4 separate regions of the Sus scrofa genome follow, and all the other regions are linked to region 1. The links are chromatin contacts, called in public Hi-C and HiChIP or PLAC-seq maps. All regions are on one chromosome and are shown on one strand. Each heading gives the region's core, a stretch centred on a gene start, on an enhancer-like site or on the middle of the called end of the contact. The rest is flanking DNA. Distances are from core to core; before and after follow the strand shown. Region 1 holds the start of CITED2 (cbp/p300-interacting transactivator 2). Region 2 has its middle 630 kb from the start of CITED2. Region 3 has its middle 590 kb from the start of CITED2. Region 4 has its middle 550 kb from the start of CITED2.

What was found. Hi-C and Micro-C count contacts between places; a contact is called where the count stands out from the background. HiChIP or PLAC-seq counts read pairs in DNA pulled down with a chosen protein or histone mark.
Region 2: a Hi-C map of liver shows a contact between it and region 1, with 10 times the contacts expected there. The contact joins the enhancer-like site here to the promoter of CITED2 in region 1. A contact is called at or near these places in 13 of 47 Hi-C or Micro-C datasets (alveolar macrophages, embryonic fibroblasts, heart right ventricle and 6 more) and 2 of 2 datasets of contacts at active chromatin or transcription factors (alveolar macrophages and skeletal muscle).
Region 3: a contact with region 1 is called in an H3K27ac HiChIP or PLAC-seq map of alveolar macrophages. The contact joins the enhancer-like site here to the promoter of CITED2 in region 1. A contact is called at or near these places in 4 of 47 Hi-C or Micro-C datasets (embryonic fibroblasts, heart right ventricle, liver and 1 more) and 2 of 2 datasets of contacts at active chromatin or transcription factors (alveolar macrophages and skeletal muscle).
Region 4: a Hi-C map of liver shows a contact between it and region 1, with 5 times the contacts expected there. The contact joins the enhancer-like site here to the promoter of CITED2 in region 1. A contact is called at or near these places in 1 of 5 promoter capture datasets (liver), 28 of 47 Hi-C or Micro-C datasets (alveolar macrophages, blood, embryonic fibroblasts and 11 more) and 2 of 2 datasets of contacts at active chromatin or transcription factors (alveolar macrophages and skeletal muscle).

Annotation. Positions count from the first base shown.
Region 1 is chr1:25,151,784-25,159,539 of Sscrofa11.1, forward strand. It overlaps CITED2 (cbp/p300-interacting transactivator 2), which reads left to right and starts at 3,869. Exons shown (of 2, transcript XM_001925774.5): 1 at 3,869-4,125; 2 at 4,588-6,734. The coding sequence starts at 4,596. The coding sequence ends at 5,417.
Region 2 is chr1:24,526,548-24,534,303 of Sscrofa11.1, forward strand. No RefSeq gene overlaps it. Among named protein-coding and RNA genes, the nearest start is that of CITED2, 630 kb to the right of the region's middle. Within about 2 kb of position 4,119, at least 28 of the 83 cell types and tissues checked have an H3K27ac peak or open chromatin away from gene starts, as enhancers often do. A contact at or near this core is called in embryonic fibroblasts, liver, mesenteric adipose tissue and 4 more, where this site is marked.
Region 3 is chr1:24,558,411-24,566,166 of Sscrofa11.1, forward strand. No RefSeq gene overlaps it. Among named protein-coding and RNA genes, the nearest start is that of CITED2, 590 kb to the right of the region's middle. Within about 2 kb of position 4,696, at least 7 of the 83 cell types and tissues checked have an H3K27ac peak or open chromatin away from gene starts, as enhancers often do. A contact at or near this core is called in alveolar macrophages, where this site is marked.
Region 4 is chr1:24,603,420-24,611,175 of Sscrofa11.1, forward strand. No RefSeq gene overlaps it. Among named protein-coding and RNA genes, the nearest start is that of CITED2, 550 kb to the right of the region's middle. Within about 2 kb of position 2,827, at least 12 of the 83 cell types and tissues checked have an H3K27ac peak or open chromatin away from gene starts, as enhancers often do. A contact at or near this core is called in alveolar macrophages and liver, where this site is marked.

The sequences.
Region 1 (7,756 bases), core at 2,619-5,118:
GTAGAAACAGGAAGAAATAAAATTGTGGGCCAGCAGATTTGGGAAGAGAGTTTCAGGCAGTACCTTTCTTCCATAACAACAGAGGTCTCGTTTTATTAGGTTTTTCCACCACTATTACAGGTTGAATTGTGTCCCACCAAAAATGTGGAATCCTAACCCCCATGACCTCACAATGTGACTTTATTTAGAGATAGGGTCTTTACGGAGGTAATCAAGCTTAAATGAGGTCATTAGAATGGGCCCTAATCCAATATAATTGGTGTCCTTATAAAAAGGGGAAGAGTTCCTCTTGTGGTGCAGTGAGTTAAGGCTCTGACTACAGTGGCTCTGGTGGCTGCAAAGGCATGGGTTTGATCCCATGGGTTAAGGATCCAGTGTTGGCCACAGCTACAATTCAATACTTTTGACTTGGATTTGATCCCTGGCCTGGGAACTTGCGTATGCCACAAGTGTGGCCAAAAAAGAAAAAAAAAATTTAAAAATAAAAAAGGTAAATTTGAAGAGTAGGGGGAGGGAGTTGGGTGGTTGGGGAGCTTGGGGTTAATAGATACAAACTATTGCCTTTGGAATGGATTAGCAATAAGATCGTGTTGTGTAGCACTGGGAACTATGTCTAGTCATTTACGATGGAGCATGATAATGTGCGAAAACAGAATGTGTATATGTATGTGTAACTGGGTCACCATGCTGTACAGTAGAAAAAATAAACTGTATTGGGGAAATAACTATAAAAAAAAAAGGTAAATTTGGACACAGAGATACACACAGGTGAAAATGCCATGTAAGGATTAAGGCAGAGAGATCAGAGTGATGCATATACAAGCCACAAAATACTAAAGCTAGCCGGCAAACCAACAAATCTAGAAGAGGCGTATGGAACAGATTTGCCCTCACAGCCCTCAGAGAAAACCCTGCCAACACCTTGAGCTTGGACTTCTAGACTCCAGAACCGTGAGACAATAAATTTTTGTTGTTTAAGTCTGAGTGGTATAAACAAAGTTTGTGGTACTTTGTGATGGCAACCCTAGGAAACCAATACAACCATCTAGCACCAACAGGACCACACACAGATCACTGCCTTTCCTGGATTCCCAGGATAAACCCCTGGTTACACTGGGCTTTGCATACCTCTGGTTGACTGACAGCCCCCTAACTGGACTCCCTGTTTCCAGTCTTACTTTCTTAATCCATTCTCCACAATACTGTCCTGATCTCTCTAAAATGAAAGTTTGATCCTCTCACTAGTTCACAAGCCTTCTCTCACATCTCATTATCTTCAGGATACAATCCAAATTTCTCAGGCTGGGGACCACAGGTTCCAGTCTGCTTACCTCTCCACAACTTATATCTCTCACCTCTGTCCCCTCCTGGGACAGCCTACTTCTACCCATCCTCAAGGCTCAACTTATCACCACCTACATTGGGAACCCTTCTCAAGGCCAGAAGACTAGGTTAGGTGTCCTTTCAGTGTACTCCCAGAAGTCGTTGTGTTTAATGCTGCTGTGGCACTTATCAGAGTGTGTCCAAGGCTTGTTTGTCCATCTCCACTTTCTGACCATGAGTTGTTCTCTCAGTTCTCTCCAGGAGCTAGCAAAAGTGCCTGGCACTTGGTAAATATTCACTGTATGAATAAATGAACAAAGCATACATACCATGTTCTAACCAGCTAGTCCCAGAATGATTTTTTTTTCCCCTCTAACGGGTGGGGAATGAGGAGTTGACCTTTCAAGGGATTTCCCAATAGAAATGGCATCCATTGGAGCAGGATGGAGCTGCACCTTTCCTTAATGGTTGCAACAGGAATTTAGATCAGCCATTCAAGAGCTGGTCCTTGTTTTGCAAGACACTGCAGTACAAGGAAGAGAAGAAAACAATCTATCTGGCAATTTTTGAGTCTGGGATTGACCAACATTTTCAAGTCTCTTTTTTGACAGGAAGTGTCAGGTCTCTTCCAAGCCTCTGATTCTGTAACTGCAAAACCATGACCTACAGGTAAAACTGACCAGTAGACAAATTATGGGATTGTTGCAACCAAAACTGCAGTGTATTCTGTGCCTGAGTCTCTAAAATGTAAATATTTTTGAGGTTTAAAAATTATTGCACTCATGGTTATAAATCCTGGAGAGTTTGGAAAAGGAAAGAAGAAGAGAGAAAGGCAATAACAATGTTTAAATACATATATTAAATATTACATACTTACATAACTAGAGAAAGACAGAGGGCTAATAGATTCAAATAATCAGGTTTTTCTCTCTTTTGCAAATTCTTGAAAGGGGAAATATATCAGAATTTCCAGTCCTCTAGAAATAGGGCCTTAAAAAGTCCTGTGAGCAAGAAGGGAGGGGAAAAAAGGGTGGTAGTGGGGGGGGGACTTGCTCTTCACAGCAGGAAGTCTTCAATGGCTATCGAGTTATGAAGAAACAACTCTGAACAGAAGTCCTTATTCGGAGCGCTAAACTCGCTTTTACCACATAAAGAGCAATATAAAAGCTCGGAGCAGCCTCATCGTGGTGTTGGGGAAACAACTCGGCTTCCCCATTTGAGAAAGCAAGAGAGCTCTGACTGGGTAGTGGCCCAGACCGGTGTTAGGGCTTTTATTTGCAAGTCAATGAGCCAAATGGACGACCAGGCTAGTTGTGCCGCGTTCTGGGAAGCAAGGTTATTATTATCACCTATTGCCCCACTGAGAAATTTCACTGGAAAGGAATAGTCCCAGCAGTGTGTATGCTCGCGGTGCCATACGGGACGTGCAGCTACGTGCCCACCTCCAGAACGACTTTATTTACAAAGCGATTACCATGTTATCTATCTGTTTTCCTTTTCCAGCAACAGCAGCCTTACTCAGCCCTCGAATTTCTTAATTACAAACCCGTTCACTTCTAAAGCAACCCCAAACCGTCTGGCAGAACCCAGAGGGAGGCTGTGCAAGTTTGCACACACCCCCATCTCCCGGATCAAGGGCAACAGCAGAAGCAAGAAACTGTATGTGCAAAAAGGTGGATCTAGGGACGAGGATCGCTGAGTTTGTTTACAGAGGAGAGACGCCTCAGCTCGGATGCCAAAGCTACCAAGAGCTGCAAACGCAAACTTAGCAGAAGCACACGTACCCGGGAGCGGCGAGTGGGCCCCAAAACGCGGACAGGATTCCCGGCCGCTGGAGCGGAGGCAGCCGAGCGCTAGCGCGCTCAGTCCACCTGCAGCTGCAGCGGGCTGCCGGTCCCCGCCCCCAGCCTCTGTCCTTGAGGCGGGGGAGCGGGGGGGGGGGGGGGGGGGAGATTCACCTACACGCAGAATATCTAGATCAGGTCACCTAATGCCCAAATAGAAACACAAAGGCAAAACCCAGGAAAGCGTGCACAGGGGAGGGGACATTCTTTGCCTAGGGCTTAAAAACGCACTGGGGTAAACACAACCATTCTTTGCAGCCTGGGTAAGCTTTGGTAAGCTCAGGGAGGCAAAAAGGCACTATGGACGGCGTGGGCGCTGCATTGAATCCCCTTTTCCAGTAAAAAGCAGCTCAGATCGGTAGGTGAGCTGGGGGTTGGGGAATCCGGCCAGAGGGGGGCGATGAGTTTTCCTCGCTTCTTTCCGGACAGGCGCTACCTCTAGGCTGAGAGTCAAGGGAAGATTTTTTTCTCTGTGCCGGGGGCCGCCGTGCTGGCTCAGTGTTTGTGGAGGAAACCAGGATCCGGGGGCCGCGGGGCGGTGCCTGGGACCGCAGCCTCTGCGCACGTGCCTCCGGCCGAGGGGGAACTCGGTTGCCAGACCCAGTCCGGGGTGCTCAAAGTGCCGGAATCCGCATTTTCCCTCCGCCCCCCCGGGAGGCTCTCGCTCCGCCCTTTCTGAAATCCCTTATATTGACTGTGGCCAAAGCCCTAAGAAACACAGCTCATTGTTGGCAGCTGCCGGGCGGTCTAGCGATCTAGCGAGCTGTGAGGCAGCAGAGGGGAAATAAAAGGGAACGGCTCCGGTCCTGCCCCAGCAGCCGCTGCAAGACCTCGGCGCAGACTTCGAGACAGCGAGCGCCTTGCACACCGGAAAGGCCACCTCTATGTGCTGCTGAGCCGGTCCTGGACCCAACGATCCCGCCCTCGGTCTTCAGAGCAGAAATCGCAAGGACGGAAGGTAAGCGCGGCGAGAGAAGCTGGCTGGGGCTTCTGCCAACCCAGTCCGACGAGGGCTGGGTTTGCCCGGAGGAAGAGCGTGAGGCGGAGCTGGGGAATAACAACAGGATGTGCAACAACAGGATGAGGAGGGCTGATTTAATGCCTGAAGTTCGCGGCAGGGCTACGGGGCACTTCCTTTATTAGGCGACATCGGGGAGCAAAGGGGGGTGTGGGCTTGGGTCCCCCCGCCCGATCGCAGGGGAAAGGGATGTTTGTGCAGCGCGCGGCTCTGTTGTAGATGGCAGGTCTGTCTTGGTGGTGAACCCGGGTGCACAGGCTCCTGGTGGGATCCTCGGGATGATCGCAACCGAAGTGTGTCTAGGGAGTCTTGGGAGGGGGGCAAAGGCGAGAAAAGGTGGGCTGCGCTGTGGTGGGCGACACGTGTGGCTACGGTCTTAGCGTCTGCTTTTTTCACTTTCAGGACTGGAAATGGCAGACCATATGATGGCCATGAACCACGGGCGCTTCCCCGACGGCACCAATGGGCTGCACCACCACCCTGCCCACCGCATGGGTATGGGGCAGTTCCCAAGCCCCCATCACCACCAGCAGCAGCAGCCCCAACACACCTTTAACGCCCTAATGGGCGAGCACATACACTACGGCGCGGGCAACATGAATGCCACAAGCGGCATCAGGCACGCGATGGGGCCGGGGACTGTGAACGGAGGGCACCCCCCGAGCGCGCTGGCCCCCGCGGCCAGGTTTAACAACTCCCAGTTCATGGCCCCCCCCGTGGCCAGTCAGGGAGGCTCCCTGCCGGCCAGCATGCAGCTGCAGAAGCTCAACAACCAGTATTTCAACCATCACCCCTACCCCCACAACCACTACATGCCGGATTTGCACCCTGCTGCAGGCCACCAGATGAACGGGACAAACCAGCACTTCCGAGATTGCAACCCCAAGCACAGCAGCGGCAGCAGCACCCCCGGCGGCTCCGGCGGCAGCAGCACCCCCGGCGGCTCCGCGGGCACTTCTGGCGGCGGCGCGGGCAGCAGCAATAGCGGCGGCGGCAGCGGCAGCGGCAGCAGCAGCAACATGCCCGCCTCTGTGGCCCACGTCCCTGCTGCAATGCTGCCGCCCAATGTCATAGACACTGATTTCATCGACGAGGAAGTGCTTATGTCCTTAGTGATAGAAATGGGTTTGGACCGCATCAAGGAGCTGCCTGAACTCTGGCTGGGGCAAAACGAGTTTGATTTTATGACGGACTTCGTGTGCAAACAGCAGCCCAGTAGAGTAAGCTGTTGACTCGATCAAAATCTCGGAGAAAGAAATCAAATCCCCCAACTTCTTCGGCGTGAATTAAAAAACATTCCCTTAGACACAGTATCTCACTTTTCAGATCGTGAAAGGTTTGAGAACTTGGAAACAAAGTAAACTATAAACTTGTACAAATTGGTTTTAAAAATTGCTGCCACTTTTTTTTTTTTTCTGTTTTCGTTTCGTTTTTGTAGCCTTGACACTCACCTCCCTTATGTAGTTGAAATATCTAGCTAACTTGGTCTTTTTTGTTGTTTGTTTTTACTCCTTATTTCCTCACTTTCTCCAGTGCTGAACTGTTAGATATTAATCTTGGCAAACTGCTTAATCTTGTGGATTTTGTAGATGGTTTCAAATGACTGAACTGTATTCAGATTTATGAGGGAAAGGAAAAATTGCATTAGTTGGTTGCATGAACTTTGAAGGGCAGATATTACTGCACAAACTCTGCCATCTCACTTCATTTTTTTAACTATGCATTTGAGTACAGACGAATTTTTTAAAATATGCTAAACTGGAAGATTAAACAGATGTGGGCCAAACCGTTCTGAATCAGGAAAAGTCATACTGTTCACTTTCAAGGTGGCTGTCCCCCTCCCCCATATGTACAGACAATAATAGGGTGTGGAATGTCGTCAGTGGCAAACATTTCACAAATTTTTATTTTGTTTCTGTCTTCAACATTTTTGACACTGTGCTAATAGTTATATTCAGTACATGAAAAGATACTACTGTGTTGAAAGCTTTTTAGGAAATTTTGACAGTATTTTTGTACAAAACATTTTTTTGAAAAAATACTTGTTAATTTATTCTATTTTAATTTGCCAATGTCAATAAAAAGTTAAGAAATACTTGTTTTCTAGAAGTCATTTGGGGGTGGTTATTCCCTTTGGTGGCTTTCTTTTTTTCTCTTTAAGTTGAACACTTTATTGATGAGAGTAAGCATTCCAAAGGATAAATTACAGGACACTAAAACAGGTCATGATGAGCTTAAAGCGGAGAGCAGGATTTAACATAATTGGCATAATGCTTCATTGTTATCACTGTAACATGCCTCTTGGTGTGGTTTAATCAAAAGCTGCAAAGTTGTTAGAGCTTTTTTTCTTCCCCTGAATTGTCATCATAAGTGTACTCCAGAGTTAGGCAGGTTTGTAATACTAAATGTTATAAATATTTTTTCACAGAGAGGGAGGGGGGAAAGACAAGTATTTCTGGTTATACCTGATTCAACTACTTAACTGGAGGTAGACTGGAATAAAATACTGGGAGAGTGATGAGGATGTATTAAATACAAATCTGCCTTTATCTCTAGTGATGAATTTTATTTCTCAGCAAAAGTACTAAGGAGAGGCACACAATTTCTAGCTTAATCTCTGCGAAAGCTTCTGACTGGTTTACAGTTCTAAGAGGAAGAGAGGGTGGAATTCCACCTTGAGGCTTTCTATTTTGTTCTATAATATTTAAAATTTACTCAGCAAGGTTGACTCAAAGGTCAAGTTACAACCTTCACAAGATGTTCCCTCTCAAACATGCCCTGTTTTCCAGAATTCTGAGTTTTTGCTGTAACAGGCATTGGGTGCAAAGAACATAAGGATAAGAACCTTTTAAATTTTACCTAGATGCATTATCAAGGCATAACTATGGTTAAGTATGTGTCACGTTCTGCCTTATATAATCAAGCAAAGGAAAAAGTAATATTGTTAAAATCTCAAATAATCCCAGTTGGAAAGAGAAGGAATTTTGTTTTTCCTTTCATGTTCTCCTAGCTTATCTAATAAGAGCAACACACCTACCTTTGTGGAAAAATAGTCTTTTGTATATAACCTGAAGGAGTATAGAAATGTAGGTTGAGGAAAATCTCACAAACAATCCCATAAAAGCATTTCATTTAGACTCTGAGATTCTAATTTAAAATCCCATATTTCATAATTTTAAAAAATCAGGAAAGGAGGATATACAGATGTGTTAAATTACAGTGAGTCTGGCCTAAAGGGTGATTTCAGTATAATTCAGATCACCTACATTCTATAATTCTATTTCCAAAGCAGGCCATTAAAATTAAGATGTACACTCCACAGGGTTTTTTATACCTCTATAATTGACACTTACTTATTAAAAATTATATTGTAAATAAGTAATTTCTCTGAAAATACACCATCATTCAAAACTCTACCCCATTTTAAAAGCTAGTCCAGATTTCCCACATTAATAGTTAAAGCTGAAGTTTTCTTCAGCTAAGAGATGTCAATACTAAATCTGCAATCAGCAGTAAATCTTCCCGGCTAAGCATTTTCACAGTAAATTTTTCTTTTTCCTTTTTTTTCCCA
Region 2 (7,756 bases), core at 2,869-5,368, 620 kb before region 1:
AGCAAGTGTCTTTGACTTATTGCTGTGATTATACTAATTGCTCATCTACTTGGTGGGAGGTTGCAGGAAGCTGTTTTGAAGTAATCAAGCTGAGATAGGCCCTTCTATTTATAATAATTCTGAAAATTCTTATACCCCAAAAGACTTAATTGCATTTTTCTTCTTTTAAAAATAGACTCATTCTTCCTTCTCATTTTTCCATTGCTTCAATCCAATAACACATATTTGATAGTTTCTTAGTTATTATAAGAATAAGCATACACACTAGCATTCATTTCATAGATCTGAACACAAAGCCCTCAATATTCATTAATGGATTTGAAGTGAGATACAAACTCTACAAAATAACAATAATTTCTTAGGTAATCTCTCTTAGAGGGTAAATTTTATGTGCCTATCCTTCTTGTGAAAGTATGTCTGTGTTATGAGAAAAGATGATGATGGCCTTAGCTCAAGGCTTTGGATCCTTATTTATTTAGTCAATATTTTAGAATTATGATTAACATTATAATATCATTTAATAGTACAGAATCAACAGACATAAGTCTTTCTTGGCACCACATATGGTCTTATCAACTTTATTTATTTTTCTAATCTTCCATTTTTAAAATTTTTTTTATTTCCCAAATACATTATTTTTTTTCTACTGTACAGCATGATGACCCAAATCTAATATACAGCCAAATGAAACTTTCCACAGAAAAGAAAATCATGGGCTTGGAGAATCAACTTTATTTTAATTTGTTCTGGGTAAGAAATGTTTTAATAAAAATTCAAAGGTGAATAAAGTGTATTGATCTTGGAGCTGGATGGAAAACTAGATATTAAGCTCTTTATTGTATGCGCTACTCAGTGTTCCCATACACACCTCTCTTTTGCTATTCCACCCTCATAAACAAAAATCACATTGTGATCTGGAAAGAGCATATGAGGGCTTTACTTCCTAGCTGTATGGATCTTAGGCTCCACTGAGCCACAATTTACAAACAGGATAAACTGGATATTGATACCTATTTCAGAGCTGCTGTGAGAAGTAAATAACTATCAAACAAAATGTGTACAACACGCATAGACACTAAAATTTTCCTTATCCCCAAATCTTCCTCAAAAATGGTATTATCTGTAATACCTTTTAGCTCTTTGAGCTTCAGAAATTATATTTTATTCCTGCTTCTTGTCCAATCTCCTCCATCTTTAATTCCTCCTGAATACTAAGCAAGTGCAACAACCAATGGTGTGAAATAACTTTAGAAAGAACCCACAAACAAATATGTAACTTTAGGTTGATAAATTAAGATGTGGTAAGTTTTATAAAATGGGTCAAAGTATTCAATACTGTAACCTGAATAAATCTAAGAGATACACAGTCCAATCCCTGGTTTTGCAGAAGAGAAAATTGCAACTAGAGAAGTTAATTGACTTACTCAAGGGCACAGAGTTGCCATATTTCTTTGAATGCAAAGTACACACTGCACACTTCAAACAATTATATTTTTAAATTTCCTTTCTATGTTGTATTTGGGGAAAAAAGCAGTAAAAAACAATCCATTTTTAGGCATAATCCACATAGTCAAAGATAATTATGTTTATATTTGTGGGGTTCTGTACGTAATGGCATGGTTTTATCTTTACAGCAATTCCAAAAGCCACTGTACTTTTTAGTTTGTTCTTCTCAGTGTACCTTTCTCCATAAAACAGACACCCATGCAGGTGCAGTCTTATTTACTTTTCTACCATAATGTGGTATTTACTTTATTTTAATTTTTTTAAATTATTTAATTTTTTCTGGGTAAGAAATGTTTAATAAAAATTCAAAGGTTAATGAAATGTATTGATATTGGAATTATGTGATGAAGACCCTAGAACATATCTGCATTTAACATCTGCATTTAACTGGATACTAAATCTGAATTTACAAACTTTTAGAAAGAGCTCATCCTGATACCATTAGAGAAAGAGCCACCAGAATAGATATTAAAACATCTTAAGGAAATTTGAATGGAAGCAAGCCTTGCAGGAAAATCCCCTAAAGTTAAACCAAATCTTTTATAAAAGTGGAATGCAATTTCAGAAGATGAAAACAGCATCTATAATAAGTAAGCAAAATTCAGGCAGAGATTGGGGAAAAAAGACAATTCTCAATACTTCTTCCTAAATAAATCTCTCTCAGCTTCCCCAAAAGGAGACCCACTCTTCCCTAAGGGATCAAGGGCATCACTTGACAATTCCTTCTTTATAGCAATTTCCTGATGAGCTTGATGGAGAGTTCATAGGTTACCACCACTTCCTCAAATAACTGTATTATGGTGACAAAGAAATATTGGCAGTATTTCCCAAGAAAGAGAAAATTTGTGAAATGTTCTCTATGTCAAAATATTGTACTTATTACAATATTAAAACAGAGTTTAATGACAAATAATATGCCCTGCTGAAACATCTCTGGCTGAAATACAGTTATATGCATATCTTGATCCTAGTTCACCAACTTAGCACATTTTTAATATCATTTGTGAAAAGAAAATAAACTGAAAGAGAAAACATATATGGGAAACTAAGATATGTTACTCATGTAAGAATATAATTTGGTCTGTTTTATGAACATTAGGTATGATATTTAACTGGTCTTCAGAATAACTGCATATCAAACCATCTAAACCTGATGATAAATGTCTTGTTCAAATAATGATTCTCCACATAGTTCAATGGCCTTTTGCCCAAACTGACTCCTGTGAGGAAAAGGGAAGCTCTGAGTTTAGAGGAGGAACCTGACATACAAAGCAAAATAAAAATCAGTTACAAGCCTTTTAAAATGTATGTTTCCCCTAAATTCATTATTTCACCTTTTGGATAACAGCTCTATTTTTTTTTTTCACCTTGAAAAGAAATCCACACAGAGTTTTTATTTAGTCTCTGTGACTTGATAACTTGCGTGATTGGTTGGTCTATTTCTCTTTCCTTCTGATGGTTGTTCATTAAGTCATAAAATACTACTATAGTTGTTGTATTGAAGTAGTCAAGTGAAATAGAATATTGTTTCTCTCTTAAACGTTATTTTCTGCCAACACAGCACACTTGTCAAAGGCACTGAATATTTCAGAAATAGGCATCACATAAATATATAAATAACTAGATAAATAACTGCCAAAACACTGTACATTATTTGGAGATAAATGTGAGCGTGCTGCAAAATGCAAGATTAATACTTAACATCTTTTAGACAATGTTTTTAAGCTAAGAAGTAGGTATCATTAAGATGAGATTCTAGAACAGAATTTTATAATATTTAAAAGTTCTTATTGTTCAATGAGTATTTTCTTTCTTGCTTTTTTTTTTTTCCTTTTAGGGCTGTGTCTGTGGCATATGGAAATTCCTAGGCTAGGGGCTGAATCAGAGCTACAGCTGCTGGCCTACACCACAACCACAGGAACACCAGATCCCAACCCACTGAGCAGGCCAGGGATCAAACCCATATCCTCATGGATATTAGTCAGATTCGTTTCCGCTGAGCCACAACAGAACTCCCAGTGAGTATTTTCTAATAGCTAAGTAAAAATATAGCATGATCCAACTCTGTAAAAAGACTGAATGATTAAATAATTATAAAAATCAAAGACCCCTCTGTTCATGTTAGGAAGCATTTTGAGCTGCACTGTAAATAAGGGCTGGAAAGAACATCTTCAACTCAAGAAGCAATTAAGACCAATGCAGCATCGTTTTTGGAAAGCTAAAATGATTATGAGCTTGAATATGAAAATTATAATGCCCAGTTCTCTCAGACAAATGTTGTAGATACCATAAATTAGACACCTATGGTTGAGAAAAAGAAGATCAAACAAATATTGTGGGCCTTGAATCATGACAAGTCAATGCAATAGTGTGTTTTATTTTGGAGGGCAATTCCATATGTTAGTAGGCCAGATCTGTCAGGTCCACTGGCAGGCCATCCTGCTGTGCTTATCCTGAGTGTAACACACATCATGCAGGGATTTGGATGTAGAGAAACCAGGGATACTTCCACTATGTGTCATGATCATGAGAAGGGCAGAGCCTGGCTGCTGTTGACAGTCAGGGATAGTATGAGCTGGCTTTCTGGAATGGTAGCAGCAGAAAATTCAGTCAACATATTTTGACCTTCAGAGTTATTCAGGCACATTCTGATCTCACCAAATGGGCTGATAAGGGTGAAGTACAAACTTGGCGTCCAACAGCTGTTTCCAAACAACCAATTGGAGGCGGGGCAAAAGATTGCTTTTTTCTGTTTTTAGATACAGTCTGTGCCTTTCAAGGCTAAGACTTCAACAGCAATTTTTCCATTGCATAAAACACAAAGAGCTATCCTTTTAAATGTATCAGCACACAGCAAGGCAATGAAAAAAAAAAAAAAAGGAAGGAAAAGAAAGAAAGAATAACTTAAATGCTATGGGGTGAAACCAACCAGGATCTGAGGCCAAAGCACTATGTGAACATTAGATTATGCAGTTGATTCAATTCAAATTCAAGTCAAGCTGGTTCAATGTTTCACTTAAAATCTTTTGTCCTTTTTTGCTTGTTCCTTATCATGAAATCTGATCTATTTGTAGGTTTAATGCAGGGGACAGGGAAAAGGCTGACCTAACCTTAGTATTATAGGGGATTGCACTAAATGTGGGAGTGAGAGCAATAATTCCACAGCTTCCTACTTGGAAATGGGCCCAGCTTGAAGAAATAAAAATAGAAGTGTCTGAATGCAACTAAAAAGCTCAGCCACATGGAATTAAAATGCCAGTTCCCTTCAGCCTTTCTTTTTCTTTTTCCCCAGTCATCAGAATTTCAGAGCCTACAAATTAAAAGGCTCCTGCAGTCAGTATCTTTTTTGGTTACCCATCGCTTGAAGTGACATTGATCCAATATGACTGCGTATCTAGTATGCAGTATACTATATGTACATATACTGCATATACAACATACAATAGCTTAAACCCTATTATTCTCATTTCTTCTAAACAACGATCAGGTTTAAAATGTAAATAAATATATAAATATGCCTAAGGGGCACTTAAACTCCAGGATAGTAATTAGTTAGCAGATGGTCATCCTTATGATTCCAGAATGTACTTATATTAACTTTCTTTACTTTCTAAATAAACACAACACTTCAAATTGAAAAAGGAAAAAAAAAATTCCTAATGTTTTACCAATCTCTGGTTCTAATTTGCCCAAGGGCTGCATTTAGCATATTTTCAGTATCATATATTCAAAGTAGAAGAACTGGAAACAAAAAACAGATTTAGGAAACTAAGAGTTACCATTCGCATGCAGGAGATGATAATTTGGTGTATCCCATGATCACTACATACCTTAATTGTTTTTATGAATACGTCCATGTTTTAACTGATGTCTTCTGAATAATAGATATATCTTGATCCTTTCAGAAAAAAATGAACTTCTCTTTCTCTCCAGCATATGCTAGTGTGTTTTGCCTGAACAGGATGTCTTTGAAATTAAGGGGCATTCTTTGCTTAAAAGAGGTATTTAGGGTGCAAGGAGGAATGAGAATCTGACCCAGGCCATTTTAAACCCATGTTTATCTAGCCTTCATCATTTTCTCCTTTAACATATGAATATAGTTTCCAAAACCACAAACCTCACAAGTGTTTAGATCCCAGACTTGTAAACAGGTTTGATTTCCTTTTATTGAGCGTCTTCCTTCCTCATCCCTTATTGCATTCAGCTGGCTCTAATTCCTTTTCATGTACTTAAAGAAATGAAATATTTTGTCTGAATTAAGAATAATCATGTGTTTGAGAAGATCAATCATGAAACAACAGAAAAGTGAATTGTTTTCAATGGATCTGTTTACAGTGACTGAGCAACTAGGGTTTAGATGAATAAATAAAAAGGCCAGTAATTTTATTGAGTTATATTGTTCAATTTCAATTGTGTCTCTTAACATAAACAGCTCAGTGATTGATGTATTATTGAATATTTGAGGAGTGTGTCTGTAATGAATATGTTTATGAATGACCCTCTGAAAGTAAATCAATGTTAGAAAGAGACCTTTGTTGATTTGTTAGAGTTTAGATGATTGCAAATTAAACTTTAAAATGTCCAGATTTTAACACTGAGTGCTTTCATATTTAAAAGGGGAAATACAAGTACTAGAAAAGCAAAAGAGCCAATGATTTATAGAAAAAAGAAAGAAAAAAGAATTCTTATTAACCTTTCTCAGCATCCAAGGTCATTATTTGGAACCATCCTTAAGAACATCATCACATCATCATGACCTAGCCAAATAAATTAGTGTCTTTACCCAAACATGTTTTTCTTTTAAAATTATGCAATTATTAACAGTCAGTAAATCCACTTACTATTCTATACAATGGATCAACTCTCTCTGTGAAAAACACCACTCTTCACAAGCTACTGAACTGAATTTTCTCTTGAGCTTCATAGATGTCCAATCTAAATTGATTGACAAGGCTAGGACTCAACATCTTTTTTTATGGATATCCAATTGCAGAATCCCTTACATCTTCTTCCTTTTATCTTTTATAAAATTCATGATTTCCTTGAATTGCTCTATTTCTCCAAAGCCTGTGACTTGATCCAACACACTAATAAATCCTGGATGTGTATTTTCCATCATCCATGGAACAGCTGCTTATAAACCCCACACATAAATGGGATGCTTCCATAATAACCAAGTTGGGGAATGCCTGGAAAATTCAACCGACTGTTATCCTCAATCATGAGGATGTAAAATCTGTTGCTACAGCTCAGGGTTGGACTAGGATGTCTCTAGGACAAAGTGCTGGAATGTGATCTCTCTTTTGGTGATATCTCTCTTCCTCTTCACCTCTCTCTAATGTTATCTCTTCCCAGATTCTGTACTTAATCTCTTTTCTTTCTGTATATCCACATATTCAAAAATATCATCCAATCATATGTATACAACTCCTAAATTGGTAACTCAATACTAAATTTTCTCAAGCTATTTCTATCTTATGTTTTCAGCTGCCTGCTACTTTTCCCACTAATCAACATTTTTTAATGCCAGTTATTTTTCCTGACTTCTCTGTTTCTATAAATTTGCAAAAATTCTCCTAGTTGGCTCAAAACGCAGAAGTGGCTTTTCTATTTCCTTTCTCTACCTACTACCATTACATTTACATTTTATCCCACAATCTGTAGAGTCTTTTTATATTTACATGAGTTTTGGGTTTGTTGTTGTTGTTGTTGTTGTTGTTGTTGCTGTTGTTGTTTGTTTTGCTTTCTAGGGCCACACTCACAGCATATATAAATTCCGAGACTAGGGGTCGAATCAGAGCTGTAGATGCCAGCCTACACCATAGCCACATCAATGTGAGATCCGAGCTGCATCTGAGACTTACACCGAAGCTCATAGCAACACTGGTTTGTTTACCCACTGAGCAAGGCCAAGGATAGAACCTGCATCCTCATGGATACTAGTCAGATTTGTTCCTGCTGCGCCACAATGGGAACTCCCTATTTCCATGTCATTATTTCATTGTGAGAATAAACATGTGAAGTATGGAAGAAATAATGGCACAGGAGCTTGCTAATCAGAGTCAGGTTCATGGACCAGTAGTATGGGTATCCCCTGGAAACTTTTTTCTAAGAAAATGAAGAAATTCAGTCCCCATTCCAGACCAGCTAAATCAGAATCTACATTCTAATAAGATTGTAAGTAATGCTACATATACTATTTTTAGCATTGTCCTAAGAAATGTAATAACTTTGCTTAAGCGACAACAGT
Region 3 (7,756 bases), core at 3,446-5,945, 590 kb before region 1:
TGACCATAGGTGTCAGGGTTTATTTCTGGTTCTCTATTCTGTTCCATTGGTCTGTCTGTCTGTTTTGATACCAGTACCACACTGTTTTGATGACTGTGGCTTTGTAATATTGCCTGAAGTCTGGGAGAGTTTTGCCCCTGCTTGGTTTTTGTTTCTCAGGATTGCTTTGGGAATTCTGAGTCTTTTTTGGTTCCATATAAATGGTTGGATTGTTTGTTCTAGTTCTGTGAAAAATGTCATGGGTAATTTGATAGGGATTGCATTGAATCTGTAGATTGCTTTGGGTAGTATGGCCATTTTTACAATATTGATTTTTCCAATCCATGAACATGGAATATCTTTCCATTTCTCTACATCTTCTTTAATTTCTTTGATTAAAGTTTTATAGTTCTCGGCATATATGTCCTTTACCTCCTTGGTCAGGTGTATTCCCAGGTATTTGATTTTGTGAGGTGCAATTTTAAAAGGTATTGTATTTTTGTATTCCTTTTCTAATATTTCATTGTTGGTATACAGAAATGCAACTGATTTCTGAATGTTAATCTTATATCCTGCTACTTTGCTGAATTTATTAATCAGTTCAAATAGTTTTGGGGTTGAGTCCTTAGGGTTTTCTGTGTATAGTATCATGTCAGCTGCGTACAGTGACAGTTTTATCTCTTCTCTTCCTATTTGGATGCCTTTTATTTCTTTCGTTTGTCTAATTGCTGTGGCTAGGACTTCTATAACTATGTTGAATAGCAGTGGTGAGAGTGGGCATCCCTGTCTTGTTCCAGATTTGAGTGATAAGGTTTTCAGTTTTTCTCCATTGAGTATTATATTTGCTCTGGGTTTTTCATAAATGGCTTTGATTATGCTCAGGAATGTTCCCTCTATACCCACTTTGGCGAGAGTTTTGATCATGAATGGATGTTGCACTTTATCAAATGCTTTTTCTGCATCTGAGATGATCATGTGGTTTTGACTTTTCTTTTGTTAACGTGGTGTATGATGTTGATTGATTTGCATATGTTGAACCATCCTTGTGAACCTGGGATGAACCCTACCTGGTCGTGGTGTATGATCTTTTAGATATGTTGTTGGATTCGGTTGGCTAAGATTGTGTTGAGAATTTTTGCGACTATATTCATCAAAGATATTGGCTGATAGTTTTCTTTTTTGGTGATATCTTTGTCTAGTTTTGGAATTAGGGTGATGGTGGCATCATAGAATGTCTTTGGGAGTATTCCTTCTTCTTCAACCTTTTGAAAAAGTTTAGGGAGGATGGCCACTTCTTTATATGTTTGATAGAATTCGCCTGTGAAGCCATCTGGTCCTGGACTTTTTTTGTAGGGAGAGTTTTTATGACATCTTCAATTTCATTTCTAGTGACTGGTCTGTTCAGTTGGTCTGTTTCTTCTTGATTCAGTTGTGGCAGGCTATAAGATTCTAGAAAATTGTCCATTTCTTCCAGATTGTCTAATTTGTTGGCATATAGTTGTTCATAGTATTCTCTTATAGTTTTTTGTATTTATGCAGTATCCATTGGTGATTTCTCCTTTTTCATTCCTAATTTTGTTTATTTGGGTTCTTTCTCTCCTCTTAGTAAGTCTAGCCAGGGGCTTGTCAATTTTGTTTACCTTTTCAAAGAACAAGCTATTGGTTTTATTAATTTCTTCTATTATTTTTTGAATCTCTATTTTATTGATTTCCTCTTTGATCTTTATAATTTCCTTACTTCTGCTGACTTTAGGTCTTTTTTGTTCTTCTTTTTCTAATTCATTTAGGTGGAGGGTTAAGTTGTCAATTTGAGATCTTTCTTCTTTTTTGAGGAAGGCTCATAGGTGTATCTTCATAAAGGCCTTATGATAGCTGTGGACAACCCCACTGGAAGAAGTTGTAACCTTCACCAGAGACTCCAATGGCAGGAATATCATCTGGGTGGGAGCTGAGATCTCATCATGTTCCCTAAATGACATGCTGTACATGTATTCTGTCTGCATGGTAATGAAGAACAACAGTGAGCATCTCTGAGACAGGCATTCCTACTGGATAGATCTCAGCTTGAAACCTAGACCTGCCAGGTGCTGACTATGTGCTTACCCAGAGAAAGTCATGTGACCTTTCTGACGCTTGCATTTATCACAAAGATAATTTATATGTTCCAGTATTGTTTAGATTAATGATAGTGTATGAAAAGTGCCCATAAGTACTTACTGAGTACCATAAGCACAAAAGTGCCCATAAGTGCCCATTAGTACATAGAGCTTCATAAAAAGTAGTATATATATATATATATATATACACACACACACATATATGAAAAAGGCATAATATCTACAAAACATGGGTCTTGTTGCTTTTATTGTCCCAGGAGTCAATGTAATCCTTGCATTTTCAACAAAGGCCATTATGGAAATATTTGCTACAAGTTCTTAGCTGCAACCCCAAGGTTAAAGTTGAAGGTCCAGATAAGAATAAAGGCAAGAATATTTAAATTAGTTAGAGTTACTGAATTTCTTCTTTAGGGGACAGAAAGGGGTCAGAAATGGGGGTGTTTCCATTAAAATGATCTTTAAATTACTAACCAAATGACTTTTGGTTAATAATAAAGAATGAAATGTAAGAAAGAATTTTTTTCTTTTGTTGAATAGCCATATTTTAGAGCCTATCCTTTGGTAGTTTTCCATCATCTAAGTTTCTGGGATGGAAAACTAGCTCTACAGTTAGCAGCGGGTTTGAATTTCCAGGTTGTTTGTATTTTATTCTTTTAATTTATTAAAATTTCCATTATGAACTGGGCATGAAATGCATACCAAATTCATGCATTAAATATCCCTGGTATAAAGGACATGCATTAAATATTCCTAACATAAAGGACATCCCCAATGTACTCAATCATTAATGAGCTTAAGACTAAGTTTCAATTGCAAAAGAGCAGTGGCGAATTTTAGTATGTCCTACAGCAAATGCCTGAAGGTTTGTTTTTACCCTTTTACCCTCCTGGTAATATGAAGAAAGCACTAGTCAAGTTATCACCTAGCTCTGGAATTAATATGTGAGTAGATTCTATGCCTTAGTTGCTAATGCCCTGAGGTAACGTATAAAATTACAAAACAGGTCTACAGCCTGGAATACTGGGCAAACTTAACTTTGGGATTTTGTGAAGTAATGAGACTTTTGGAGCATTAGATAGACATGTTTGTCCTCAAAACTGAGACACTTTCATACATTTAATACTTATTTTTAAATACATATTTTCCAAGCATTCTAATACACATTTTTCTTTTAAAATCATTTAGATGCCTGAGTAAAAGGATCTAGAAACACAACTGTGTCTTCTATTGAGTCAAAGTAAGAGTAGGTTTCTTCCTCATAAATACAGTACAGGAATAGTGACTTTCATTTTGTGGACCAGTTGGAGAAAACTGAGCTATGAAGACAGTCTAGAGCAGAGGTCAGCAAATTACAGCTCATGGGCCAAAGCCAGCTCACCACCTGTTTTTGTAAATAAAGTGTTACCAATTGAAACATAGACATGTCCATTTGTTTAGGTATTGTCTATGGTTTGCTTCCATGCCAAAATGACAAAGCTGAATAATTGTGATGGACATGTATGGGACCCAAAATCAACAATATTTACTTTCTGGCCTTTTACAAGACAAGTCGGTCAACTCTTGGTCTAGAACACAACTCTAACAATATTATGAAGGTCGATATCTGTGGTCTTCCACAAATTTTCATTTGTTAACAATCCTTGGACAGTGGATAGAGTTTAAATTTAACCAAACTGGTTATTTTTATATTTTTAAATATTAGGAATTATTTTAATTTTTGCTGTCTTCAATGTTTGATACCTATTGGAAGCATATTTAATTCTCTATCACATGATATGATTTCAAATAAGTTTCTGAAAACTACTATCTTAGTCATCATTTCTCTTCAGAACTCTCTTTAAATACATTTACAAATATACACAAAATGGAAAATAGGCAGCTAAAGCAGGACTTTGACAGGAAATGCATTATTGTGATAGTTAAGTGTAAGAGAAAGGAAAAGACAAGAAGGAAATATACAGGAACAGACTTTAGATTTGCAGGAGATTTGTAAGAGATCATACATATATACACACACACACACATATATATATATATATATATATATGGATAGATAGATTTGATCTTTCTAACAATAATTCAATATAAATAACTGAAAATTACATGTCTATTAATGTTTTTAGGTGAATACTTTCAAAGCCTTACTTCATACCGCAGAGGCTGATAAGATCAAGTTAGGCATGAAATTGCTTATTTGGAATCTGTTTTTCTTACAGAGGGTCAAAGGATTCTTAAATTACAAAAAAAAAAAAAAAAAAAAAATCATTCCCTCATACTCTCTTCCAGCCACAACTAGGAGCAACATTAAAAAAAAAAAAAAAAAAAAAAGAGGCAAAACCATCTTTCAAATTTTTACTTGTCCTTGCAAAGTGTCCTGGTTTAGATGGTTATTGAGCAACATTGTCTATTCTTAATCCAAAAGACACTGCAAAGCAAAATAAAAGTAATAAATAGAGATTAAGGCTAAACCCACTACATAGAGTTGGTTAAGTCATAAAAAGACTTTCACAACATTTCTGACTCCATGTCTGTGTTCTCCTAAAATAGAAGCTGTTCTTTGGGCAAAAGAGTCCTCACACTGACCTTGAACAATGATTCAGAGACCAACTGGGTGACTCAAGGATTAAACTGCATAATCATTTATTCAAGGAACACACTCTGTATTGCATCCAGCATCAGCATTGCACTATGCACTAAAGGTTCAAAGTCACCAAGCCTCTTTCAGGAGCCTGCCTTCATGGAGCTTACATTTTAGTGTTAAAGGGAGACAGGTTAATCTGGGAAAGAGTGGAGAGTGCTATACTCTAATGGAGTTCAAAGCCATGACTCCCACACACAAAGGAAATGAACATGTGTTAGTCAATCAATTAATGAGTCAGGTGTTATAACCAGATCAAAGGGAATTTCAGAAACAAGATACACAGAGACAATCTCAGAACAAAATTGATTAGTAGATACAAAACTGATTCGTGTCAAACAGGCCTTTGGAGGTAACTTGGCAGAAATTATTTGCATCTCTAGTATGTAAAAAGCCATACATGAATGTGTAACTTCACAAAATCTTGGATTTTTAATTAATAATGAACAACAAGTACATTCCTAAGTACATTGCACTAGCTCGCACTTGGATGGGCTTTGCTCCCAATTTTTTCCCGATTTCTAATCTTTAGATCTTTTCTGAGGCACAGAGGAGAATACTTTCATCAATTGGGGTCAAGATGGGGAAAAGGCAAGCCTGGCAATGTCTGAGCAGAGATTTTGAAGGTAAGTGGGGGAAACACTACATAAGGATGGGCACACAGGCATTCTCAGAAACGGAAAATTTGTGACAACTTTATGTCCATTCCTATGCTAGTCTATGCAATCTGCCCACAGACTGGTAAATCACAAAACCACTCTGGAAAAAGGTAGAAAACACAGAAGCTTCTTCCTTAGAATGCAGTATACACTTGCCAGCATTTGATAGGCATGGATTAGAAGAATAAACTCGGGTGGCATTATCCAGAAGCTGAGGAAAGACCAGAATGCCGCCAGAAGGCTGAGGGCCTGCCCCATTTTGGACCATGAGCTTAGAGGAAGCAAAGAAAGAGAAAGAAGGAGGAAAAAAAAAAAAAAAAAAAAAAAACCGAAAAAACAAAACAAAACAAAACAAAAACCCAACCCTGTAATAGTCTATTTACTAACCACATGTGCTGCTTGTCTGAATCAGTTTGTGGTCTCTCACATACTCTATTTAGAATTCTGTACATCTGGGTGTATTTTTTCTAGTGTTTCCTATCATATCAGTGACAGAATTGCCAACACAGAGGTATCCATAAATTATACTGCAGTCTAGTAGTTTCTAGTGTCTGGAAAGCTTGGAACAAAAGACTCAAATGCAAATGTGAGCTGCTTAATTCAGTGAGTATTTGTGATGTTACCCAGGTGCCAATGACATCTTTTTGACCAGCTCAGAGGCACCAGGGAGCAACCCAACATACATTTTTAATGTGCTCAGCTGTGACAGTCTATATACACACAAGACCTTAAGGCCTTAAAGCCATCCTCTTGGAAACCGCTGTACTTTTAGGGACCCAGAAGAAACGGTTTAATTAATCTTCTTTTTCAGGGTAGCTTTTTTTGATATAAATTATGTACACTGAAAACCTGCCAATTATAGCAAATTAAGGGACTTGGCAAGTGCTTCCCTTGGAGGCAGATGGTAAATAATATCCAGATTCTGACTTGAAATAAGACCAGAGATTAGCTGGTGCAGAATGTAAAAGCAATCCAGATATAAGAAATAAACAAATTTAATGTGAGCTCAAGAGGAAGGTTTTGGTTTAGGATGACTATAGTGATGTGACTAAAACGGATGACTCATTATCATGACACATGTTTTCATGAGATGAGACTGTCCTTAGAGCTTCTTTCTGTGATTCTTTAATGAACAATCATGTATTGTGTTAGCATCTGGGATGTGACCCAGATGCCTCGGTTTCCTTACCTGTGCAATGAGCCTAGTGTAGGTTGGTGAGAATTCTGAAAGACATCATCGTATTACATGCTTAGCACAGTATTTGGCAGATAGTTAGCACTCAAAAATTTTAGATTTTTTTGTTCCTGTTGTTACAATATGGCTACCAAAATAAATAACTCCCACATACCCTTACCGTTACCTTTTTCCCCACCATAATAGCTCTGTAACACTTATGAGTGCTGACTATTGCCAGGGACTCTTCCATCATTTTTATTTGATAGATAAGGAATGGCAATATCAGAGGGTTCAAGCACCATGCCTTTGTCACACAGGTAGTAAGTGATGGGCCCTGGACTTTGTTACCTTGACACTCTATTGTCATTCAAAGACTAACAGCCCCTTGAAACCCAGGGAGACCCTGAAACATAAAGTCTTTAGTTGATGTTTCCTTAAAAATTTTATAAGGTCTCTGTGTAGATCAAAGTTGAGGTGATCTTCTGAGGCTAAGGCAAGACAGCAAAAAGTTGGTTCTCTGCTCACCCTTATTTTATTTTATTTTATTTTATTTTATTTTATTTTATTTTATTTTATTTTATTTTTTTAAGGGGTACAACTGCAGCATATGGAATTTCGCAGGCTAGGGGTCGAATCAGAGCCACAGCAAAGCTGAATCCCAGGCATGTCTGTGACCTACACCACAGCTCACGGCAAGGCCAGATCCCGGATCCACTGAGCAAGCCCAGGGATTGAACCCGAATCCTCATGGATACTAGTTGGAGTCATTTCAGGAACTCTCTCTGATCACCTTTTAACTCATCTAAACTCAGTTTTTTTCTGGTTTGAGCTGCTACAGTAAGGAAGATTTTCAGCTTATGGTATGGTCTGAATGTTTGTCCCACCTCCATCCCCAGTGTTTATTTGTTGAAATCCTAACTCCCAAAGGTGATTGTATTAGGAGCTGGTGGCCTTTGGAGGTGATTAGGTCATGAGGACTCAGCCCCCGCCTTAAGAATGGGATTAGAGGCTTTAAAAAAAAAGGCATCCCACAGAGTTCCCTAGCCCCTTCCACCAAGTGAGATTACTGCAAAAAAAGATAGCTATTTCTGGGGAAGCAGGCTCTCATTAGACACTGAATCTGCCAGTGCTTTGATATTGGACTTCCCAATCTCCAGAACAATGAGAAATACATTTCTGTTGTTTA
Region 4 (7,756 bases), core at 1,577-4,076, 550 kb before region 1:
CTAGGTTATTTGTATAAACCAAATACCAAGGAGACTATTAAAACACAAGAAGACTATAAGTTCTCATATTTTATGTGATAGTACAAATTCCATGATATTATATCTATCCATAGAAAACCTAACTCTAAAGCCATGTATAGTTGCAATTCCCTGAACTGTAGCAGACTACTGCAAGCTATTTTCTCAGAATGACAACATAAAGGTTATTTCCCAACTCTCTAATTACAATCAATGAATCTAATTACTGTGATGGTTTGAATATTATGCTTTTGTCTTATAACCTAATGTGCCTGTTCTCTGATTTCCAAGTCAAAGAATGTCATCCTAAAGTTTTCAAGAATGGCGAAAATTTCCTAATAAAACTGAAATTCAACTATAATAATGTTGAGTTTATTCATTCAACATTTAAAAAGTTTATCATGTATCTACAAATAGATAATTTCTTATAATCTGGAGATTTTTAATATCTACATAAGCTTTATACTGTAAGTGCTAGGAAATAAACCTTTACATTATAATGACTATGATATTCTCTTTCACGTATCCAAAAATTATTAAGTGAACTTTCAACTCTATCTTCTTCAGATTTTCTTATTTGCCTTTAACATAATATTATATGGAAGATCAACTCTCTTTCCATCCTCTTAAATGAAATTTTAAGTGAAAAGAAAAAATAGAAAACTCCTATGTTATAAATTTCTTGCTGAATTTGATGAAAGTTTTCAAAAGCTGAACACAGTAGTATCTTAATAGAGGGATTTGAGAGATTTTATTCCTATTGACTAATTCTTAATCAAGAATCAAGTACCACTAAACTTGAAAATAAGAACATCTTCAGAATGTCTTATTCTGCTACCAATCACGTTAAGAATGATTCCTGTGTTTTATCCTGGCAACTTTTGGTTCTATGTAATTGTGAATAATCAAAGTGACTGGAATAAAACATTTTAAAATGATGAGTATTTATAATTAACAGGTTATAAAAGAAAATCATGGACTTGGAGATAAGACTTGTGGTTGCCAAGGGGGAGGGGAAGGAAGGGGATGGATTGGGAGCTTGGGGTTAATAGATGCCAGCTATTGCTTTTGGAATGGATTAGCAATGAGATCCTGCTGTGTAGCACTGAGAACTATGTCTAGTCACTTATGATGGATCATTATAATGGGAGAAAAAAGAACATACACATATATGTGTAACTGGGTCACCATGCTATACAGTAGAAAAAAAAATTGTATTGGGGAAATAAAAGTTAAAAAAACATGGATATTCCTAGATTCATGAATCAACAAATAAAAACAACTTTAGTGTTACTTCCAATGTTTAATGCCCTTTTTCCTTAGCATCCTTGTACCTAGGAAAAGGGTACAGTCATAAAATAATTGCTGAAAGTGATGCTGCATTTTTTTGAAGACAAAGAGACAGGTACCTAGAGTGTAACATTGGCCATTCAGCCTACACATTTAAATTATTCATATCATTGAATGTAGAAATGCAAAGGTTGAAGATAAATATGAAAACAGCTGAGGGAAGAGCAAACCTTCTAAAAAAGTATGAGAGACAGAAATATTGTAACAAACATCCTTAGGTCTAGATCACGGGATTATCAAGTCTTTAAATGAAAGGAACCTCCATTATGCATCTAGTTTTCCCACTGCTATCAAATTCCTTTCAGAGAGCTATGAGCTTCAGTTTACACAGTTTCAATGATTGAGAATCCACTGCTTCACAAGGGAAGTTGAATTCATTTTTTAAGAGCTCTAGCTATTTCAAACTTGTTATTTAATCTGCCTCACTAAAAATTCTACTTTCAGATCTGAGTTCTACCCTCTAAAGTTAAACAGAAATCCACTCGACACATCATCCCTTCAAGTATACAAAAATAATCATCATGTCTGCTCTGTCTTCACTTCTTCATTTCTACAAGGGAAATGTCCTCCATTCATACAATATTCCCTACAGGGCTTGGCCTTCAACTCATTCCATCATCTTGATGGCCCTTTTGTCATTGTCCTCTGGAAGGAAAGAATCCACCTGTGATTTAGTAAGACTGAGTTCAATAAAAAGAAATACACGAACATGTCCACTGATTCATCTGTTTATTCAACCCGGTATTTTAGGATTACTAGTGTACAAAGGATATCCGTTGGCTGAAAAACCACAGAAGATGTCCTCAAGGAAATCTGCTTATATCACTAGCAGACTTGACATAGTAGCTGAAGATAATTTCAGGTATCTAAGAACAAAGATCACCCTCACCTCTGCCACTTCACCATGAAAGTACATGCTTTTTAAGAGTATAGGAGGTACTCTGATATTGGGAGCAAATCTATAGACCCAGATTACATAGATGCTGTTCATCAAGTTTGGTGGCACTCTGGACCCCAAGCTTCCCCACACATATGTGTACACAGATCCAAATGAAAGAAATTACTATTAATTACGTCTATACCAGTATTATCTTTTCGAACCAGATTCTAAATAGTCTCACCAGTGGAAAAGAAAGTCTTTAACAATAAGACTTTTTTCCCTCACCACAAGGTGTGGCACCCTACAAGACAGCCAAGGGAAGAAAAGAATCCATGAGCTTCACAAAAATCCCAATATTTCTCTACTGAATGTTGAAACGTCAGAAGGCAAGGTGTATGTTTTTTTCATTGTTATTATTTGCATGTGTGTTTGACTTTGGAAGCCACAGGTCCATGAGATGGGGCAATGGGGATAGGTAGCTCTGAACAACCAGTAGACATCCCTTGGCTGGACACAAGACTCTAGATGGCAGCATGTCACTGAATAGGGTAAAGAGCTAGTAAGGAAGCTGACTCATGTTGAGCACCAAAATAGGTAGTGATGGTTGTCGCAATCACAATTGTGTACACAGAGCTTAGCACTGCTTACCTAACCAGGAGAACAATCAGTGACCATGGCCATAGCAAACATTCACAGCTGTACTCCCCTGGCCCCAGTGTTAATTAAGCACATGAGAGTCCCCACAGGGCTATCGAATCTCATGAACTTGAGTAAGTGGGAAGATGTCAGAGCTAAGAGTTGACTAGAACATTTGGAGAATCTCATATGGGAAAAAAATTTTTTTTTCCCATTCTTGGGATCTAAATGCCATCCGGCTCTCCTAGATGTGCACACGTACAAATGTACACATAAAACTACAAGATATCACCTTTACAAACTGCTGTGCCCTCATTGGGATGCTAAAGAGGCATTTAACCAAAACATAACAAATGGAATGAGACCAAAGTTTATCCCAGGGACAGATGGAAAACACAGCTCTCCCAAAGACTTTGGGAATATTTTATTAGATTGATATAGGAATTCGACTGGATGATGGTGAATGAATACTAGTAAAAAAATAGTGCAAATCCTTTTTATAATTTTTCATGGTCCCTACTTCTTTTATTAACCTCATATGTCATTTTCTATTTTTCAAAATCACTTCACATTGTAAGCTCATTTAGTTTTGGTCAACTAAAATTCCAAGATAGATTTCACATGAATTATTTTCTAGACATGTCTCTTCTCTCTTATAATATGGAATTAACAGCATGAACCTAACCCAAATGCAGGTCTCAACTTGATTCCTGTTAAATTTTACTTGTTAGTTTTGGTCCATTATTTGAGCCTATTGAAATAATTTTTCATCTTGATTCTCTCATCCATTATATTATCTCTCATTCTCATCACTGTATAAATTAGTTGATAAGTAATATCTTTTATCCTTGAGGTCCAAATGGGCCAATAACAAATAGAAAATGTTACTTAAGAAGTGATTTTATCCAGCCTATTGACTTTTGAGTATAATCCATTTGCCTATTTCAGGTTTAATGAATGTACAGGTTATGAACTGAGGCTTTGTCTAAAGACTAATAATACATGTAGCTTTGGGGGCAAAGCATCATTAACCATGGTTTGTAGGATGATCATTAATCAAATACCCTTATTTACTTGTATTTTTATTAATGCACTTAACTTTTTTATTATTTATTTTATTATCCTTTCCATTCTTCTATAAGACACTCTCTCAAATGTTTAATAGTTTAGTTCATTGAGGGGAAGAGAGAAGAGAACTAAATAAGATATATGATTCCTCCACTGGATCCGGAACTTGGTCTGCCATATTATACTTGATATCCTTCCTCCCCACAATCCCATGCATAATGTTTTACTCTAATATTTTTTATAGATGAGGAAGTTGAGATTCTAAAAAAAAAAAAATGAGCATTGACTAAAAGCATAGAGTTGGTAAGTAGTGAGTCTGTGGCACAAAACTGGATTGATCTGCTTTTGCCTATCTTGCTTTCCACGGGGGTATACTCATCCCATTTAGCAAGTACCCTCTGATGATTTGTTTTAAGACACTATGCAGAGAACACTCAGAATGCAAATGTGAAAAACACAGCAGAAATAAAAATAGTAAGGATTAGACAGGTATAAGACTGTCTGGAGTACATGATGAATGGGATTGGCAGCAGGAAAGACACAAACATTATGCTTGGAAAAAGAAGAAAAGGAAAGCTACATTTTACTGAGAAAGCTGTGTTTATCTCCTGCCACTCCTTTCATCTGGACTTGCATCCCTGATTGCCTGGATCATTCTAGCTTCTCCTCCTTCCTTTGCCCTACTGTAGACAACTATCCAGTAAAGGAAAATAGAACATTTTGGAATCAAGCAAACCCAGATCTGAAATCTGTTTGAGTATCTTTCCAGTGACATTAGGCATGTTGCTTTACCTTCTAAGCCTCAGTTTTCTTTTGGGAAAATAGTCACAGTAACATCTAAACACAAAATTGTCATAATACATTATACATGTCACATTGGCCCAAAGTACGTGTTCAGGAAAAGACTTTTTCATCCTCTTGTTCTCTCTCAAAATAATTTTCTTTGGAAAATTATTACGTATTATGTATTATTATGTATTATGCATAATTTCTGGGTTTGGCTATTGTGTTTCATTTCTTTATTTACAGCCATTCATTACTCCTTTTGCCTTTCTTGCCATATACCATTTTCCTGTGCCAGATTAATAAATTCCTCCCTAATCCAGCCTTTCCTTCCTATGCACACTCACATCCACAAGTCAGTATCAATCAGACCAAGATCACCACTGACTTACGCATACACTTCACCTTCATCCCAGTGTCAGGACTTTTGACCACATTTTCTTCCCTTTTCCCTCTACTTATTCATCACACAAATCTTGTTCAGCATCTAAGACTCAGCTTTGGTCCCACCATAGTTACAATTACCTACTCCCACATTTATCGATTTATTCTTCCTCCTGTGAGTGCTTACAGTGATTAGTGTTTGAGGAAAAGAATTTATCACTTCATTTTCAGCTCTTCTCCCAGACTCCCTTTCCCTTTGGACCCTACAGCTAAGCCTTCCAACTTATCCTGTCCCAATTCTCAGGCCAATCTGGAGGTGAGATCTACAGGCCTGCAGGTATCATGCAGACTAAGACTGGACTGTTCTTCTTGCAACTTGGTCCAACACAATACCCCTCAGGCCCAGGCCACCAAACCTAGGTTTCTGCCTTGTTTCCTAAGTCTATTCAATGACATCGCAAGGTTCACCCTAGATATCAGTGTATTTCCAATTTATCTGTTCTTTTGTTCCTGAATGTTGGTTTAATGCACAGAACTTGATGATGGCCTTGTCTCTCAAATAATCCCAGCATCCAAAGCCTGCTTAGACCCACCTGCCTCATGCATACACTGCTCTCTCATTGATTTATTTGCTGCTCTTGCCAGTTATGGGCTCCCCCAATATAATAATAATAATAATAATAATAATAATAATAATAATAATAATACTCTCTGATGAGTGATCACCTTGTTTTAGGCACTGTTTTAAATCTTTACATGTCTTATCTCCTTTAACTTTAAATCAATTCTGTGATGTTTATTAAAATGAAAACAGAAGCCATAAAGGATAAACTTCCCCAGGTCATATGGCTAGTAAGTGATTGATCCAAGATAGGCTACAAAGCAAGGAATACTGTCTCCGCAGCCTGCCCTCTTAACAGTACTCCAGAGTTGAAGGTTGTGCCACTTCACACCCATCCACGAATCCCTAAAAGGTGGTCCATATTGTCAGGCTGCACTGAAGACATGATCATAACCTAATTTACCATTACTCCGTGCTTCATTTTGCCCAACTGAAAATTCTTAAAACCAAACTTGGGCCTCATACATCAGCTCTACCATTCAAGTTGGCCCCTACTACAGGGTTAGTCCCCAGTGTCTGGCAAGCCCAGCTGGACAGATCCTGTGGCAGAGTCCAGCTGTCTTCTGTCTCATGCCATGAAAAGGGCAAAGTCTTAATTTGAATGTAAGTTCCCTGATATCAAATAGTGTGCAATCTAAGTGGCATGTCATCTTAGCTTTGCCACAAATAATACAGAATATGTGTGATATGTGAGCCTGTACACACACACACACACACACACACACGCACATACAGACACACACTGACATAAACCTCTTGGGAGCAATGTCTAAAGTTTTCAATTTATTTTAGGAGATTTTTGGGAGAAAAATATTTCTGAAATGAAGAACACACAAAGCAGGAGAAAAGAAAATGGAAGCTATGATAAGGAGATTCAATGCATGACCTCTCTAAGAGTGAATTTAAGTAGGAACATTGGCGTCACCTTATTGGCTGCATAATTCTGGATAACTGAACCTCAGTGTTCTCAGGTGTAAATTGGGAATAATAATTTAGACCAATGAAGTGGGAAGGATATAAAAGACAGTGCGTATGAAAACACTTGCTACCTGTAAATTGCTATATAAATTCTTACATTGAAACTGCTCAATTTTTTTGCACTTTGAACAACCTACTGAAAATATTACCTCATATTCCACAAACTTAAATAACTGCAGACATATAGCCTGGATCTACACATACAAAGTAAAATGCCCTAGTGCATAAAGGTTAGAGCCTTTGTAAATACTTTAAAGTTTATGGGGGATGGGGGGAGAAATACTTGGTGAATTATTCTCTTTGTTTTGCATGTATAGAGTCGAGCATGGTCTTACCTCTCCCAGCTCAGGTTCTCAGCAGTTCTTAAACAGCGTTCTTCCTGAGTGGGCAGTCACCTGAGAAAAGTGCTCTTGGTTACATTTCTATCCATAGGCTAAACTGACAAGAGTCTCTCATCAAGTCCCTTCATTTCACTGCATAGAAATTCACTATATTAGACAACATATTCAAAACTTCAAGCAAAAACAGTGTTTGTGTTTCTTTATTTTAAAATATCCACATTAATTTCCTTTATTTTTTTTGTTTTCCTATTAGTGACAGAATGATGCCTAATACCTGAAATAGCTCTACTCTGATTACTAGAATAACTTGCTATTTCTATCTCATATAGGTCTAGGATTCCATCTTGAGTCTGGGAATAACTCTAAGATGGGCTATATAAGCATAAAGAGTTGTCATCATTTGCTTCAAAACTTCATTTGAAAATGTTTTAAATCTTAGAAAATCAGAGATGTGTCAGCAAAACCTAAATTTGGAATGGCATCTGAAAATCACAAGATCAGAGAACTCTTTAAAAAAGACACTGAAAACAGGATTGTTCAGAGATGGATGTGTTCTGAATATGGTAAGAGGCTGCAGCAAAGGGCCTTGATGATGAAGCTGCAGAAACATGAAATGCCAGAACAGCTTTTTGCTTTCACAGAACGGGTTAGAATTACAGGAGAACATAGGCAAGGAATTGTAATCTTGTTTGGTGT